Regions from separate parts of the Mus musculus genome. Here region 2 is linked to region 1. Evidence: chromatin contacts called from public promoter capture Hi-C data. All regions are on one chromosome and are shown on one strand. Each heading gives the region's core, a stretch centred on a gene start, on an enhancer-like site or on the middle of the called end of the contact. The rest is flanking DNA. Distances are from core to core; before and after follow the strand shown.

What was found. Capture Hi-C pulls out chosen DNA fragments and counts their contacts.
Region 2: a promoter capture Hi-C map of adipose tissue shows a contact between it and region 1. The contact joins two enhancer-like sites. A contact is called at or near these places in 1 of 484 Hi-C or Micro-C datasets (nephron progenitors), 3 of 115 datasets of contacts at active chromatin or transcription factors (cardiomyocytes, embryonic stem cells and large pre-B cells) and 2 of 9 other capture datasets (adipose tissue and pancreatic islet).

What each region holds. Positions count from the first base shown.
Region 1 is chr11:88,445,623-88,449,702 of GRCm38.p6, reverse strand. The region is part of intron 7 of Msi2 (musashi RNA-binding protein 2); the gene reads left to right. Among named protein-coding and RNA genes, the nearest start is that of Mir378b, 95 kb to the right of the region's middle. Within about 2 kb of position 2,207, at least 13 of the 459 cell types and tissues checked have an H3K27ac peak or open chromatin away from gene starts, as enhancers often do.
Region 2 is chr11:88,593,295-88,597,374 of GRCm38.p6, reverse strand. The region is part of intron 5 of Msi2 (musashi RNA-binding protein 2); the gene reads left to right. Among named protein-coding and RNA genes, the nearest start is that of 0610039H22Rik, 24 kb to the left of the region's middle. Within about 2 kb of position 2,369, at least 107 of the 459 cell types and tissues checked have an H3K27ac peak or open chromatin away from gene starts, as enhancers often do.

The DNA of each region.
Region 1 (4,080 bases), core at 958-3,457:
GGCCTCCTAAGTCTCAGTGTCCTATCTATCAAATAGGGATAAGAATACTTTTTCAGATGATAGCTGCTATAGAGTAAATGGGAACATATATAAAGAGCCTGTTTGGTAGGCATGCCTGGTGATAGGAGCTGCCATTGTCATCTATAACTCTATCCGTCCGTCAATCCATCCACCCACTCACCCATCCATCTATCTGCCAGTCCATCCGTCTTTACATTCAATAAACAGTGCTGTGTGTCAAGAGCTGGGCATCCCAGATCATTGGGGAATGAATCATGGTTTGGAAGCTGGCTCTCTCTGGCTGTGGGTGTACAGCACTGCATGACAGGGCCTTCCTAGAGCAGTGCTGTCGTGTTGGGTGAGGGCGAGCCAGCTTTCCAGTGGAGTACATGCCCTGTTGTGCATGGTGGCCAGCTCTCTGGAGGGTAAAGGAGAGGCATCCCTCAGAGTCTATTGGAGGAAAATACGTGTGTTTTTATTTCCCCACCCTCCAAGCAGGTGAGCCACTGTTAACCCTGGGGCTGGCTCGACGTCACAGGTCAGACCCTCAGCCTGCCTGATGGATAGGTAAGCCTTGTTTGTGAATTGTATGCAGATCATGCAGACCCAACAGGCTTTTGTTGTGTAATGATGTAACTCCTCCTATAGTTCTCCATTCTCTAGCATTATACTTCAGTGTCATTCACTCAGTTGGGCTTATCTCCCTAAACCTATGAGGGCAAGACACCCATTTTTAATATTTTATTAGCGTCTAATCATCTCTTGCTTAACCTTATTTGTGCTCCACCCATGCTGGCTATTCCTCTTCCTCTGTGTGTGTGTGTGTGTGTGTGTGTGTGTGTGTGTGTGTGTATTTTGTTATACTATTTACAGAAGCATGTGTACCTAACTAGTGGCTACACGACTAAAGAATGCTGTCTTTCCCTCTCCTATCACCTACTGATAAATCCTTAGGGTTGGATGCAGTGCCCTGCATGGCCTCTCTCGTCTATCAGGTGTCAGCTGACAGGCCCAGTCTTTTGTAGAGCTTGTACAGATGCCTTAAGCTTAAGAGTTCAAAATCCATGGTATTCCTGGAGGTCAGCATCCCATGCCATTTCCAGCTCTCACCTTCTTTCTGCCCTATCTTCTCTGGTGTTCTCCTCGCCTTAGAGAGTTGTAGATGTCCTACTTCTGGCTAGGTCGTTAACAGCCATTTATTCTCTGTACTTTGACAAGTTCCCAGTCTCTGAAGTCACTGCTGATCACTGCAAGAAACTTCTCCATACAAAGCTGACGGGAGTGTTAGTCTGTGGGCATAAACATAGTTAGAAGGCAACTTGACAAACTGTGATGTCCCATTTAGCAAAATAGCAGTTTATGTACCCATCACTAGGTTTATACCACCAGACAATGGATTTGGACCTTTGGAGCAGGCATCAAATCAATCAAGAAATGGTTGGCTACCCCCATAACAGACTGGTCACTATTACACCACCAAGCTCATCTGATTAGGCAGTCAGTAAGTACTGTTGCATACGGGGATCCACAGCTGGCTAAGAATGTTGACAACAGTTCTACCCCAGCAGCCTGCCTGACATCCTCCAGCAGCAGGGAGAGTTCCTTTGTACAGTAGAGGAGGGAGGAAGGGAGGGGGAAGGACAGAGAGAGTGGGAGGAGGGGGTATGAATTGATAGGGTTCTTGCCCAAGGTCCCCAGAAAAGCCAGCATAGAGCTGAGAAGTGAGTTCAGTTTGGTGCAGAGACCCCAAACTTGCATCCCTCCCATTGCACATATAGAATACCAGGCCAAAACTCAGCCATGTCAGATGAGCCCCTCTCTTTCCTGCTGTGGCCTGTGGTCTTCCCAATTTTAATATGCCTGTAGTGGCCACTGGTAATTAGAGTCTGTTTCCCCCTTCCCTCCCTTCATCTCTCTGTCTCTCTATCTCTCTCACATGAGTGTGTGTGTCTGCGTTTGCTCGCGCACGCACGTACACACACATGCATGCCCACCCCATGCCCACTTTGTGTGCAAATGAGCACTGCTCCCTGATTGCAGGGGCAGTGCCTTCCATCCCCCTGATACCCTTCCAGACGATGCAGTCGTTAAGGAATTCTGCAAAGATCTCATTGTCTGGCCTGTTACACGCTCCACTGAACATCCCACCTAAGCCAGAAGGGGCCTGGTGTCTCCTCTGATGCGTGTCACATTTCCTGAACGCAGCAGCAAACAGGACATTCTTCCTGAGCAGCCCCTCCACCAATGTCTCCCTATACAGCTTCACTGTTGTCTAGGATACATAGGCTCTCGTGGCTCTACTGCTGGTCCTTTCCACCTGTGCAAGGGGCATGCATGCCCCTTGTTTGTGGATCTCTGGCCATAGGAGAGCACAGAGGGCTGGGCTTACGTGTAAAAGTAATTAAGAACTGCCCGGAAGCTTTTTTTTTAAGACAGGGTTTCTCTGTATAGCCCTGGCTGTCCTGAAACTCACTCTGTAGACCAGGCTGGCCACAAACTCAGAAATTCGCCTGCCTCTGCCTCCCAAGTGCTGGGATTAAAGGCATGCGCCACCACTGACCGGCAGAAGCTCACATTTTTATGGGCAGTGGCCTGGGACAATTCAGAGAGTCACCTTGGGTGGGAGTAGGCATCTCATGATTCCTACTGCTAATTGCTGTGGTGGTAGCCTTGTCTTGAGGCCCCTTGCTTTTGTGATTTCAGATTATTTTTCCTTTAGCTAGAGCCTTTCTAGATATATGGGTCCTCCCAGTAGGGAAGATGTAAGGTTGCTGGTGACTCAAGTCATAGGTGTGTAGAATCTGTGTTGTGTCCCAGGGGATTTGAAAGGTGATATGCCTACCGGACATACTCTCTTATTGAGAAGCCACTTGTCTCTACCAGTACCCTCTCCCTCTCCATCCTCTTCTGACCTGATCCTTCCTTTCCCATCTCCACCTATGCCCAGTTCACCTGCGATATATATTCTATTTCCCTTCCCAGGAGGATCTGTGTGTCCCCACTTGATTGTCCCCTCCCTGGTCCTTAGCCTCTCTGGGTCTGTGGATTGTTATCCTTTACTTAGCAGCTAACAATGAGTACACACCATGTTTGTCTTTCTGGGTTACCTTACTCAGGAAGATTTGTTTCTTAGTTCCATCCATTTGCCTGCAGATTTCATGATGCCATTGTTTTTAACAGCTGAGGAATACTCCATTGTGTAAGTGTGTACCACATTTTCTTTATCCATTCCTTCGTTGAAGGACGTCTTGGTTGTTTCCAGTTTCTGGCTATGGTGAATAAAGCTGCCATGAACAAAGATGAGCAAGTGTCTTTGTGGTAGGATGGAATGTCATTTGTATATCTGCCCGGGAGAGATATTTGGTTTCAATGTGGTTCTCATGTGGTGAATGGGAGTCTCGGTAAGTGTGTGATTGATGCTGAAGGTGATTATTAATTCAGGGTATGCTGCAGGCCCCTCCTTGGCACTATCATGAACCCTGCTCATTGTCTTGTCTGCACTCACGTGCAGCCTTGTTTTCCCCAAACAGATGCCCCTCGGTGGCAGGCATGATGCCTTGGGTTGTTAGTTACCTCTTTGTGTGTGTGTCTTGTCTCAGCAATTTCATTAACAACAAGTGTTGATGGGAGAACCCCACGGTGCCAGGTGCTGTCTGAAGTGCCTTATGCACATTTAATGTGAGCCTTATTTAATCCTCGCAGAATTGCTCTCTGATAGGTGAGGGCCTTAAGACTCAAGGAGTGGTTCTTGACAAAGACTGCACAAGTGTATGTCCATGATGGCCTGAACCAGGGTACCTGGCTTTGGACTGTACCCCACCCCACTTTACATCCTAGGAGTTTTTGTATGGTTCGATGCGTATGCACCCATGTGGCTTGGATGCTTCTTAAAGCGTCCCATTATCTGTAGGATTAGTAGGACATTAAAGGTGTCTTATAGTTCTCTTCCAGACAGTACCACCTGTCCCAGCCCAGGCTCTTGGGCCATGTCATGTCAATTGTCCTACTTCTGGGTGTCACCTGTCCTACCTCTGGGTGTCACCTGTCCTACCCCTGGGTGTCATGCTTCTAGAGGCCTCT
Region 2 (4,080 bases), core at 1,120-3,619, 150 kb before region 1:
TCTGGTACCCGCTGGCATGACTCTTCCCTTTCCCCTTCTTCATACAGCTACATGTTTCCCGTTTCCCCTTCATATTCAGGGTAGCAGTCACTGCCCTGAGAAAGCCCACTCACGTCCAAGATTCTAGCACGGCAGGAGCTTTATGGTGACAATTGGAGATACCTTCTTTCTAAGTAAAGTCAAGCTCTGAGGCCCTGGGTAGACGTGAATTTTGGAGGGACCTGTTTTGACCACCAGTCTGTTTTCTGCCCAGACCCTAGAAATATTGATGGTGGTGGCGATGACAAGTAATATTTTGGTGTGGTGAACATAATGAAAGGTGGAAAAATTCCAGGGAGCTGGGAATGGTAGTGATGGGTACCTCTAATCCCAGCACACATGAGGCAGAGGCAGATAGATCTCTAGAGTCAGCCAGATCTACATAAGTGAGTTCCAGGCCAGCCAAGGTTACATAGTGAGACATTGTCTTAAACCCCTACCACCCACCCATACCCCAACAAAATTGCAATGGGGTATGGGTGTTCCTTGGAGGAACACCTTGGGGAATGGGCCTGGAGGCCTAAGTGGTGGTCTTGGGATTGTCCCATGTCTTCCATTCACGTGTTGTTAGTATAAAGCCTGAGTCAAATTCTCAAATGCAGAGGGAACTCTGCCATGGACTCTCGGTGGAGTATTCCATCCTTGACTTTGGACTCAGTAAGCACTACATTCTCCTTTATCACTTGGGCTAATGGATGGGAGTCTGTCTGTGCCCTTTTGAAGGAGTCCTCCATAGTGCACACCTTGCCTTTGAGTTGAAGATGATTCTTTTTGCTGGGGCTTGATTTTTCTATACACGTGATGGGGATGATGAACTGGATCCCATAACGAGCTAGCATTCAAACCATCCTGAGCTTTCTCTATCATAGAGTTCCCCAGGGTGAGAGGACACGGGGGAGAGCAGCCTAGGCTTTTGGAGGTGCAAATAGTTCATATTTTCTACCTAGGGGACTTGGAACTCTTTTCCAGAACAAACATATAATAGCAAGAGAGTTGATTTGAATTCTCGGCCTGAACCTGCTGAGGGACCCACTTCCTGCCTTCTCATGTGCTTGGTTTAAGACATATTTGGACTTTTAGCTTTGGTGATCACTAGTATCTTTGGGCCAATAGTATTAGAGCTAACTTCCCCCTTCGTGTGTTCTTAAAGTGTTCTTTCCCCTAACCTCCCATCGCACATATAACACCCTATTGGAATTATCTCCCTTTGCAGTAATCATGCATGATGACTGATGCCTGTGGTCCCCACAGTTGGGAAGGCTCTGAGGCAGGAGAATTGCTACAAGTTCAAGCCTGGACTACAGAATAAGACCCACAAGTGGGCCCTCACTCTGAGTGATCATTTCAGATGGAAGCACATTGTTTTAAAAGAGGAGTTTTAAAAACTTACCAAAATCAAAACCAAAATCCACCCCAGCCCAGCACACACCAGCTCTCTAGCTAGAGGCAGGAAGGGGGGGGGGGTGTGTGTGCAGCTGTAGTTAGCAGCTGGCTCAGGCCACGTGTAAACAGCAATTTTCAGGACTGGCATGCATGCTGGGGCTTTTGTAGCACCAAGGGGTGTGTGGAGAGCTTTGGTGTTTAGTTAAATTATGGGTCTAGATGCAAAACTTCACAGCAGGGCTTTGAGAGCCTGACCATATCCTGCGTTCCTGTGTGCACACAAGCGCGTGCTCTCTCTTTCTCTCTCTGTCTGTCTGTCTGCCTCTCTCTCTCTCTCTCTCTCTCTCTCTCTCTCTCTCTCACACACACACACACACACACACACACATACACACACACACATACACACACACACACATGTTCCCAGAGCGACACCCTAAACCTTGTATTCCTTGTCATCCTGGGGGGTACAGGGCTCTTGAATAGGTCCCTAGGGTCCCCCACACTGTGAAGCACTTCAACATAAAAGTTCCCTGCAGTTCTCCAACGAAACCCCCAACTGAAGGAAGTCTAAGATTAACTCCCCGGAGATTTGGGGCCTTGAGTTCTCAGTGACTTTTTCATCTCAGTGCACTGTGGGAGCCAACTGCAGCCCCTCATCATCTTGCTGTGTAGTCGCCAGTGTTCGAGGCCCCGTGTGTGGAGACTGCTGATGTCCAAGGCTTCAGGGAGGTGACACAGGTGGCTCAGTCACTGGTTTGAAGGATTCCTCAGATGAGCATAGAGCCGAGACGAATGCATACCAGTGCGTTTCTGTTCACCTTTCCAAGGTCAGAAGAAGGTTAAAGTGCAGCAGGCTACTGGATAGTTTTGAAGAACTAGAAGCCCAGACCCAAGGATAGACTAGACCTACCCTAAGCATACGCCAGCATGCTTTGTTACACATGAGCACACACGAGTAATACAAACCTACACACAGACATTGCACCCACCGTGCTTATGTGGAATGTGAAGACTTCTGTTTAATTCTTCGGGGAACCTGAGACCAACATTCCAGCCCTCTCTGCTTCCTGCCCTCCTCAGTAGCCATGGAAATGGAAGAGAGAGAGAGAGAGAGAGAGAGAGAGACAGAGACAGAGACAGAGACAGAGACAGAGACAGACTATGATTGCAGGTCCTCTGTCTCCCTCGTCCCTCACCAGAATGCAAATCACAGAGCCAGTCTACAGTCCATTTGGTGGTAATGGTGTGAAGATTCCTGGAGCAGATCACCCCATTGTCCACCCGCCCGCTGCAGAGGCACTGATGGGAGAGGTCACCATGTACAGGCCAGTGTCCCCTGACTGTGCTTCCCTCTCCTAAAGCACATTTCCCCTCTGGCCTTTTCATGCTGGAAGTTTCTAATGAAACTAGTTTCTTTTTTAGTGTTTGCTAAGGAGAGAGAGAGAGAGAGAGAGAGAGAGAGAGAGAGAGAGAGAGAGAGAGAGAGAGAGAGAGAGAGAGAGAGAGAGAGAGAGGGAGAGAGAGAGAGAGAGAGAGAGAGAGAGAGAGAGAGAGAGAGAGAGAGAGAGAGAGAGAGAGAGAGAGAGCGCCTTGCTTATCTAGGCCGGATCCTACAGAGGATGTTTTAGTAACTCAGATGTTTTGCTGCATTGTCCGGGGCCTGGATTTTCTCATCCTTTCAAAACGGGAATGGTTTTAAAGGCTTTTGGGGGAGACTGGGTAAGATTTATAGCTGGCTGCCTGTCTCTGTGCTTCGGGCTCTGTCTTGGCATGCTCACAGCTGCCAGGCAACGGTGGAAGGGCTATGAAGAGATCTTTTCATGTAACCAGTTGCTGAGCTCTCCAGTAGTTTGGATGAAGACAGGGTGGTCGATTTTTCTTCTCCTCTGGGTTTCCAAGAATGTTTGGAATCTAGGTAGGGCCTCAGCTCTGTGTCGCCTTTCACTAAGCAGTGAGGAGGCCACAGGGTTTCTTCCATGGAAAGTCCCAGGAGAGGTGCTTTGAGGCTTCCAGTGGGATATGTTTGAGGTTATCTTAACATTTCTTTACTGATACCTAATTACTCGGTTAATACCTAATTACTTGGTTGGAGTTTACAGGAAGAAGAGGAAAGGAAAGGAAAGGAAAGGAAAGGAAAGGAAAGGAAAGGAAAGGAAAGGAAAGGAAAGGAAAGGAAAGAGCAAGGGGGAAGAGAGGAACCCAAAGGTAAACCATAGGATTATCAGCTATTCCATGGAGATGCTAAAAAGTGCTTTTGCAGTTACTGAGGTTTAGCATGGGATGGTAGGAATTGACTCTTTAAAAGAAGCTATTTGTGGGCTGGAGAGATGGCTCAGTGGTTAAGAGCACTGACTGCTCTTCCTAGAGGACCTGAGTTCAATTCCCAGCAACCACATGGTGGCTCACAACCATCTGACAAGGGATCCAATGCCCTCTTCTGGTGTGCCTGACTAAAGCGACAGTGTTCTCATATAAATAAAATAAATAAATTAAAAAAAAAGAAGCTATTTGTATAGCGTGTTTTTCTGCTGTACATTTATTTTTAAGTATAAAGGATGGATTTTCTAAGTGACTCTCGGCTCAGTTACAGTGACCGTCTAGCTGTCATCTTCAGCGTGCCCTGCTAGACTCTTTGGCATATGGTATTTAACTCGG